Regions from separate parts of the Mus musculus genome. Here all the other regions are linked to region 1. The links are chromatin contacts, called in public HiChIP or PLAC-seq and promoter capture Hi-C maps. All regions are on one chromosome and are shown on one strand. Each heading gives the region's core, a stretch centred on a gene start, on an enhancer-like site or on the middle of the called end of the contact. The rest is flanking DNA. Distances are from core to core; before and after follow the strand shown.

The links. Promoter capture Hi-C pulls out the DNA fragments that hold promoters and counts their contacts. HiChIP or PLAC-seq counts read pairs in DNA pulled down with a chosen protein or histone mark.
Region 2: a promoter capture Hi-C map of the HPC-7 cell line shows a contact between it and region 1, with 4 times the contacts expected there. The contact joins the enhancer-like site here to the promoter of Pigl in region 1. A contact is called at or near these places in 8 of 39 promoter capture datasets (3T3-L1-derived adipocytes, the C10 cell line, the HPC-7 cell line and 3 more), 3 of 115 datasets of contacts at active chromatin or transcription factors (the 230-238 cell line, the SCID.adh cell line and neural tube) and 3 of 9 other capture datasets (adipose tissue, liver and pancreatic islet).
Region 3: a contact with region 1 is called in an H3K4me3 HiChIP or PLAC-seq map of embryonic stem cells, with 12 read pairs. The contact joins the enhancer-like site here to the promoter of Pigl in region 1. A contact is called at or near these places in 8 of 39 promoter capture datasets (3T3-L1-derived adipocytes, the C10 cell line, the HPC-7 cell line and 4 more), 6 of 484 Hi-C or Micro-C datasets (the MNK3 cell line, the N1E-115 cell line, embryonic stem cells and 2 more), 7 of 115 datasets of contacts at active chromatin or transcription factors (the SCID.adh cell line, bone marrow-derived macrophages, embryonic forebrain and 3 more) and 4 of 9 other capture datasets (adipose tissue, embryonic stem cells, liver and 1 more).

What each region holds. Positions count from the first base shown.
Region 1 is chr11:62,457,071-62,459,770 of GRCm38.p6, reverse strand. Pigl (phosphatidylinositol glycan anchor biosynthesis, class L) reads right to left here and starts at 1,330. Exons shown (of 7, transcript NM_001039536.4): 1 at 1,077-1,330. The coding sequence starts at 1,311. It also overlaps a transcript of Ncor1 not described here.
Region 2 is chr11:62,623,797-62,626,496 of GRCm38.p6, reverse strand. All of the region lies in intron 1 of Lrrc75a (leucine rich repeat containing 75A), which reads left to right. Among named protein-coding and RNA genes, the nearest start is that of Lrrc75aos1, 9.6 kb to the left of the region's middle. Within about 2 kb of position 1,271, at least 140 of the 459 cell types and tissues checked have an H3K27ac peak or open chromatin away from gene starts, as enhancers often do. A contact at or near this core is called in 3T3-L1-derived adipocytes and the HPC-7 cell line, where this site is marked.
Region 3 is chr11:62,660,140-62,662,839 of GRCm38.p6, reverse strand. All of the region lies in intron 1 of Mmgt2 (membrane magnesium transporter 2), which reads right to left. Among named protein-coding and RNA genes, the nearest start is that of Mmgt2, 13 kb to the right of the region's middle. Within about 2 kb of position 1,434, at least 9 of the 459 cell types and tissues checked have an H3K27ac peak or open chromatin away from gene starts, as enhancers often do. A contact at or near this core is called in the HPC-7 cell line and embryonic stem cells, where this site is marked.

The sequences.
Region 1 (2,700 bases), core at 81-2,580:
CAGTTCCAGGACAGCCAGGGCTATACACAGAGAGAAACCCTGTCTCGAAAAACCAAACCAAACCAAACCAAACCAAACCAAACCAACCAAACACCCGAAGAAGCTGGGCAGTGGTGGCGCATGCCTTTAATCCCAGCACTTGTGAGGCAGAGGCAGGGAGATTTCTGAGTTCTCGGCCAGCCTGGTCTACAGAGTGAGTTCTAGGACAGCCAGGGCTATACAGAGAAACCCTGTTTAGAAAAACAAAAAAACAAAACAACAACAACAAAAACACCCCTGGCCCCCCAAAAGAGAACAACACAACAACCACATGGGAAAAAAGGTCCTGAGCAATTTTGAAAATCAGCTTTATTGAGGTATACTTTGCTATAAAATTCACCCACTGTATGTATACACTTCACATTGTCCAGTCATCACCATATTTAGGGTATCCTGGTTTTCTCGTTTGTTTTTGTCTGTATCATTATTCAAGTCTCATTTTTGAAGAATTCTTTTAATAATAGCTGGGTACAGATGAACTCTAAAATTATCTATAAATGTATTTCTATTTGTCTGAAGTTAAACAAAAAATCTCCCAATTTGACACATGAATCTTTGTAGCAGAAAATGGGTTTCAAAGCAGCAGGAAGGTCTTTTGCTATTATTAGGAAAGAAAGTTGGTGGGCTGAGCAGACACCATACAGCTCAAATTGTCTGGTGCATGATTTTATTTGATCCTTTTGCAAATAGACGGTTCCTCAGGATAACAGGTCAGGCACAGCGGCTCACGCCTGGGATGCTAGATTACAGTGAGACTGTCTTTATAAAAAACCCAAAACATCCAGTACAGTCGCAGTTCCCAAAGGAACATGAAGGTACTGAACGGAACCAATGATGAACAACCACTTTTCTGCTCCTCGATTTGGCTAGGATGGAATTCGCTCGGGGTTCCCTAACCTATCTGGGAAGTCGGCTGTTTCTGTCCCCAGACTGACCAGCACAGAGAAAGTAGCTACCTACGACAGAAAACCTTTCCGGAAGAAGTTAACTAAGATCGGTTAGTTCCCTAACCCAGCGACCCTCCTACAGTCTCCTACCTGAGGAGAAGCAGAGCAGGGACACCTGCTGCTCCAGGCGTGCCAAGCCTAGCATGGTGGGAGCAAAGAACATGGCTTCATCGTCCGGGTGCGCGATCACTACAAGGGCCCGGCTTCCGGCTCCCGGCAGGCCCGCCTGCTCCGGAGACCTCATTCGTTCCGCTGAGTTCCAAACCCGGAGGAAGCCCCAAGTCAGGACAGCCACGGCCACACACAAGAAACCCACCAATTCCATGCCGGGTAAGTGGCACTGCGCCTGCGCAGGAAGGCAGGCTGCGGGTGGACTCGGGTTCCCTGCGGGAAAACGGAACCGGCTGAAACTGCGTTCCGTGGGTCAGAGTGCGGCGGCGGCTGGAGACCAAGATTCGTGGTCTAGCGTGGAAACTTCCACCCATACTGCCCCGTCTCCTCGGTGGCGGAATCCTCTATCTGCTCCAGTTTCAGAGCTCAGCCGCACTTTGCGGTCTTAAGTGTCTTTCTTACCGTTCAGTGTGCTTAAAAGGAAGGAAGCATTTTTAGAGTTATTTTGAGATCGCGTCTCTCTCTGCGTGTTCCCCTAAACTCACTATATGCAGACCATGCGAGTTTGCAATGATTCCCATTCCTTTGCCTCCTGAGCTGGGATTTCAGGCGTGTCAGCACGCCGGCCAAAAGGGAAGCATTCTAAAACAAACGTCAGCATTCTCCTTTCAACTCGTTTTATGACTTCAAACTTTGTATAAAACAGCCCGTTATCCGGAATAAAAGTTTTTCCGAAGCGGGTCACCGTTTGTTCTTTCTCAGATGGCGGCTTTGCAAGAGGAAAAAGTAAGCGGCTAAGAGGAAATGTCATTTCACTCGAAGGGTGAGGTCGGCAGGCCCCTTAAGTTTTCTTAAGAGGCAGAGATTAAGGAGCCACGCCGTGGAGGAGGCCTCGCCCGCCATGCCGAGGAACACTCGGTGTGAAATTAACGTGCGTCCCAGCCACGTGGGCTGAGGTTTCTCTTTGGCGGCGAGGGGACGGGGTAGCCGCTTTGGCGGCGCGCAGGGGTCGCAAGGCTAACCTCGCGCCGGGCTCCCGGTCCTTTCCCACGCCTGAGGGGAAGGCCCCGGGCGCGCGGGAGTGGCAGGCTCGCGGGGACGCTCCAGGCCGAGGACGCGATGGCTGCCACGGCGGCGGCGGGTCGGGCCGGAGGCAGCGCTGCCGGGGCGGGCATGAGTGCGAGGGACAACTTGAAAAGAACCGGCGCGGCGTCCGCGACCCAGGAAGCGAGGCCGAGGTAAGAGCCGCACTCCGTTCTCCCGGGGAGGGAGTCGTCTCCCCAACCCTCCGGAAGGAGGAGGAGCCCAAGTCTGAGCCGCCTCAGCGCGGCCGCCCGGCCTGAGGGGGAGGGAGTGGGGTTGAGGCAAGATGGCGGCTAAGGTGGCGAAGCTGCGGCGGCGGCGGCTGGAGTGAGCGCCCAGCTCGCCGCGCTGCCGAGCGAGGGCCGGGCGGAGGGCCGCGCGCCGGGGCCGCGCCCCGGTCGTCCGGCCGTGGGGCGCGCCGGCTCTCACTCCGCCAGCTCCCGGTGAGTAGGCTCGGCGCCTGCAGCCCCGGCCTCCGGGCCCTGCTCGCCCGGGAGCTTCCTCGGGCTCCCAGGGCGCC
Region 2 (2,700 bases), core at 22-2,521, 170 kb before region 1:
TAATAGGCAAAGCTAGCTGTATGTCCAGAGAAGTTTTTCAGGGTTCAGAGCCACAGAATTTCCTGGGACTCCCTACTTCCTTCCTCTTAGTCTCTTCCTCCCGGAATAACACATTTTTCTGTTGCATCAGTTCCTGAATGGTTTGGGTAGCCCTCAGATTTATTGAGGGCTGCAAAGAGGTTTCCCTTGTGGAGATCCTATCTAATGCTAGTTATAGTATTAGAAATTAAAACAAAGGGACTTAAGGGGCCAGAGAGGTGGCTCTGTGGATAAGAGCACTTGTTGCTCTTGCAGAGGACCTAGGTTCTGTTCCCATCATGCACATGGCAGTTCACAACCATCTGTAACTCCAGTTCCTGGGAATGCAGTGCCCTCTTCTGACTTCCCTGGTACCAGGCACACACACAGGGCACGTGCATTGAAGCAAGCACTCATTCACATAAAATAAAAATAAGTAAATGTTGGGGGCAGGGTGTGTTTTGATTTTTGTTTCTGTATCCCTGGCTGTCCTGGACCTCACTCAGTAGACTGGGTGCCAGGATAAAAGGTGTGAGCCACCATGCCTGGCTAAGTAAATCTTTTCTTCCTTTCTTTTTTTAAGGAGGAGGGTCTCTAAAGGGCTTACCTATATTAACTTAAAATTAGTAACAATAGGGAGAAGGCAACATTGTGGAAAGATCTATAATTACAGTAGATAACAAAGGAGAAGGAAGTTCAGAATACAGAGAGACAGGAAGCAGGTGTGATTGCCCAGTGCCTGAGAGGGGAGACATGGGATTGGGGTCATGGTCACAAAGTTTCTTGGTAATGAAAATCTTCTAAAATGTATCATGGTGGTTGTACAAAGCTTCACTTTAGGATTGGCTTTGTTGTTGTTGTTTTGGTTTTGGTTTGTGTGTGTGTGTGTGCTGAGGGTTGAACCCAACGCCTCACAGATGCAGAGTATTAGGGAGGCCAGAGGAGGGCCCTGGATTCCTTGGCTACTCTGCCCTGAGCTATATACCTCAGCCCCAGAGTGTGTCCTATGGATGAATAAATTGTGTGGATTATATCTCAACAAAGCTGGGTGGGGTTGTGTGTGTGTGTGTGTAACTTTAAATTTTTTATAATAAATTTGCATAAGAGAAAAATAGATTTTTATGAAAGTAACTGAATTTTCCAAAGGGAATAAAGACATAAGAAGAGAGGCTGTTTCCCGTTGTGAACGGCTGCTACCCTGCTTTCCCCCAACAGCCGGTTTCCAGGCCTGCTGCAGCTGCCTTCAAGCTGTCACAGCAGGTTGTTTGGGACAGGGATCTATACAGAGCCCAATATGACGCAAGTTATGTCCCTGGAAGAGGCCCTTGAAGAGCCTCATTTTTCCAAAGGGCCTCAGGCTCCTCCCCTGGTCTTTAGACCTTGGAATGTGCTGTTCGGCCTTCCAGAATGGATGTATACTTGCCCTTTGGAAGCCATAGCCTTGGCTCTAAGCCCATCATTGCTTGTCCCATTGCAAAATGTCTCCAAACCTGCTTATCTGAGCTAGTGTCATATGGGGCTCGCCTCCTTGAGATGCCCTGTGTGCCTGTCACCTTTAGGCACTGCAGGAAGCAGTTAGCGGCTTGGGGCTAGCCCAGCTACACCCTCCTAAGGGAGCTCCCATCAGCAGTGACTCAGTGCTGTTTGAGAGACTCACCCAGACTGTCTGATGAGCAGCCATCTGTGCGCATGGTTCCTAGAGATATGCTGTTCTCTAGTGAGGACACAGTGAAGAAGAGGAGAGCCTCCTGAGTGCCTCCCTGTTGCAAGGCAACAGCCCCTCCAAGGCCAGCCACATCTGGATTTGATTTTTCCAGTTCCCTCACACAACACTGGTACCTTCATGCCTACAGTCAGGGGAGCTGGCTTCCCCAGGGCCATGGCAAAAGTTGCAGCCATCTGGGGATACCCTGAGGAGCTAATTAGCTCTCCTCCCTCACATCCAGTTTATGGACTGTGATACAAAAGTCCCCAGTGAACTGACTTAGAGGAAGAGACACAGAAAAGATACCCAGGTACCGTGATATGCCCTTGTAACACAAGTGTGCTTGGACCCAGGCCAGGCCGGAAATTGAACAAGCAGTAAAATAGCAGCCTTTGCCCAGCCCCGGGCTGGTGTTTCCTACTGTAGCCTTTGGACCTTTGGGAGGCCCACCCCAGCTAAAAATTCTTCAGGAAGGTGATACCCTGTGACTCAGTTACCCAACTTCTCCCCTCCTGGAGGGGGCATCTTTCTTCCACCCTTTCCAACTCTGGGATGCCAGTGAGACACCGTAGAGACAGCCATTGTCTGCCATGGGGCTCCTGAGTTGAAGGGTAAAGGAGACAGCTAAGGATAGCCCTGGAGAGATGCAGTCTGCACCCAGTCTGACCTGCCCAGTCTCCAGTGGTCTTTCTTGGTCTTTCTAAGAATATGATGGCCCCACATGGCTTGGCATATGGGGGCTTGTAGACATGGGACCCAGTGTGGCAAGACAGAGGACAAGAAGCCTACCCACCTTCTCGGTGGTTTTCAACTCTTCTTTGGCAGCACTTTGATTTTTTTATTTGTTTGAGACCAAGAGCTGCTCTGCCCCCATCCCGTCCCCAGTAACACCTGCCTACCCCAGGACCTTAGAACACAGTTTAATAACTTGTAGTTGATCTGCCATTTCACAATCAGGAAAAAACACATCCCAAGGA
Region 3 (2,700 bases), core at 185-2,684, 200 kb before region 1:
CCAGCACTTGGGAGGCAGAGGCAGGTGAATTTCTGTTGAGTTCATGGCCAGCCTGGCTTACAATAATAACACACATAAATAAATAAATGTAACAAACTGTTTTATTATCTCTTAGCACTGGAAAATGTAGCCAGAGTTACAGAAGGTTGTGAGCCATATGTGGATTCCAGAATTAGACCAGGGATCTTGGCGACCACACCTGGGGCTCTAACAACTGAACCATCTCTCCAGTCCCACAGCTGGAGTTTTACAACCTCATGTGAATTGTTCTGACAAACAGGCCTGAAAACTCCAGGTTTATGACTTTTTATCACTTGCTGTTTAGTTTGAAAATAGTGTGCAAACCATGTTGGCTATTCTTGGTTGTCAACCTGACTATATCTGGAATGAACTACAATCCACAGAGGGCACACTTTTGATCTGGATCTTGAAGCAGGAAGACAACACAAGATCTTAATCTGGATGGACACACATCTTTAATCCAGATCTGGAGGACAACAGAAGATGGGAGCGTTCCTTCTTCACCTGCTTGCACTTATTGCCAGCACGTCTATTGGAGCCTAATTCTTCAGGGTTCCAGCTTAGACAGAAGACCAGCTGAAACACCAAGCCTTGTAGGACCGAACTACTACTACATTCTTGGACTTCCCACTCACAGCTGGCCATTGTTGGGTTAGTTGGTCTGCAGCCTTTAAGTTGTTCCAATTAATTCCAGATAGATAGATAGATAGATAGATAGATAGATAGATAGATAGATAGATAGATAGATTCATTCAATAAGTTCTGTAACTCTAGAGAACCTTAATACAGAAACCTTGGGCACAAAAGTCACCCTCAAGTAAGAACAATTGTTCTACATAAGAAAGAAACAGTCAGGGGCTGGAGAGATGGCTCAGCGGGTAAAAGCACTGACTGCTCTTCCAAAGGTTATGAGTTCAAATCCCAGCAACCACATGGTGGCTCACAACCATCCTTAATAAGATCTGACACCCTCTTTTGGTGTGTCTGAAGACAGCTACAGTGTACTTAGATATAATAATAAATCTTTAAAAAAAAAAAAAGAAAGAAACAGCCTGTCAGCTGGATATTGAATGTAATGAAATAGCACCTTCAACCTCTTTATCACTTGCAAAGCTCCGAGGATTGCTGTTCCGTTTTGCTCACAAAATTACTGACAGAGTAGCAGAGGCGCTGGCTTGAAGACCCAGAGAGAACCGCATGACGTGTCCTCAAGTTCTCAGCTGAGCTGTTACCAGACTAGGAGAATAATCTCCAGAGATGCCGCACTCACTGCTTGGCAAAGCCAGGACAACTCGAAAAGAAACACTCTAGCGTCCTTTGCAATTTAGTGGGACCATGTGACAATTACAGAAGTGACCTGAAGTGATGTGTACTACTCCTCGCTAAGGCTTCTAATTGTTCTCTTCCTTTGTGACTGGAACTAAGACTCTTTTGTTGCTTATTTTGTTTTGTTTTACCACGCTGGCTTGTCTGTAAAGAATAGTCTTTCTGGGCTGTTACATGTCCCCTGAAATTTCTATGCAGAAACAAGATTTTTATTATTATTATTTGCGTAATGTAAGACAATATTTTTGAACATCTAAGCAATTCTTGTTCTTTCCGAGGGTGATGAAACAGGCTCTTAGGAAGGATGTTATTTCCAGGAAATGGACTGTAATGATTCCTTTGTGTCTGTTAAAAACAGGAAGTAGTAACAGCCAGGCAAGCCTTGGGATGCCAATAGTTTGCTTTATCTCCTAAACACCTGCCAGCAGGGTGTTACTTTGCTAAACAGCTTTCCTGGCTGTTGTGGATGGGGGATTCCTTTGCACTCCACGGAAAGCTCTGAGCTGAGTGTCTGGGCTTAGCTTGTCGTCCCCATGAACTCTAGATTTGCAGACTGCTACAGATTGAAGTATTAGATTCTATATTCATAAGAACATACAAGGCTCTAGAAACTCAGTAAAGGTGGTTATTGGAAAATAACTTGATTGCGATGTGTGATCAATCAATAAGGATTCATTTGAAACACAACTGGGAAGAAAGAACATAGCTGCTGGAGTTTCCGAGCGATGAGGATTCTCATGTAAAGTCTAAGTATTCCAGCTGAGCAGCGCAATCTGGACCCGAATAAGCAAGTTTAAAAAGATTTTTGTTTTTAATTATGTATCTGTATGTGTATCATGTATAGTGCCTGCAGAGGAGGGCATCTAGTTCCCCAGGCACTGGAGTTACAGATGGGTGCTGGGAACCAAACGGGGAGCTCTGCAAGAGAACCAAGCTCTAAACTGTTGAGCCTTCTCTCCAGCCCCACAGCTGATTTTTCACAACCCCATGTGTGTAACTCTCTACAAACAGGCCCGAGAACACCAACCTTGATTCCTTTCTTTCACTTGCTAGTTAGTTTAACAAAATAGAATAACTGGTGGTGTCTATCATTCAGTGAAAGTCCAGGACACTGTCCAAATACCTTTCCAGGCCCCGTGCTCTCTGCTGGCTGGCTGGGGCCTCCTCAATCACCAAAGAATCAAGTGTGGAGATGGAGTATACCAGGAAGTGCTTGAACCAGACACTGATGAAACCTGTCCCTCCTCAGCCAGCAAAATGTAGTGAGAATATTGTTATGTTTCAGGCTTCCGGTTATATATCAGCTTTACACTGACGTTCCCAGGCCACCTAGGGAGAAGGAGAACTGGCTAT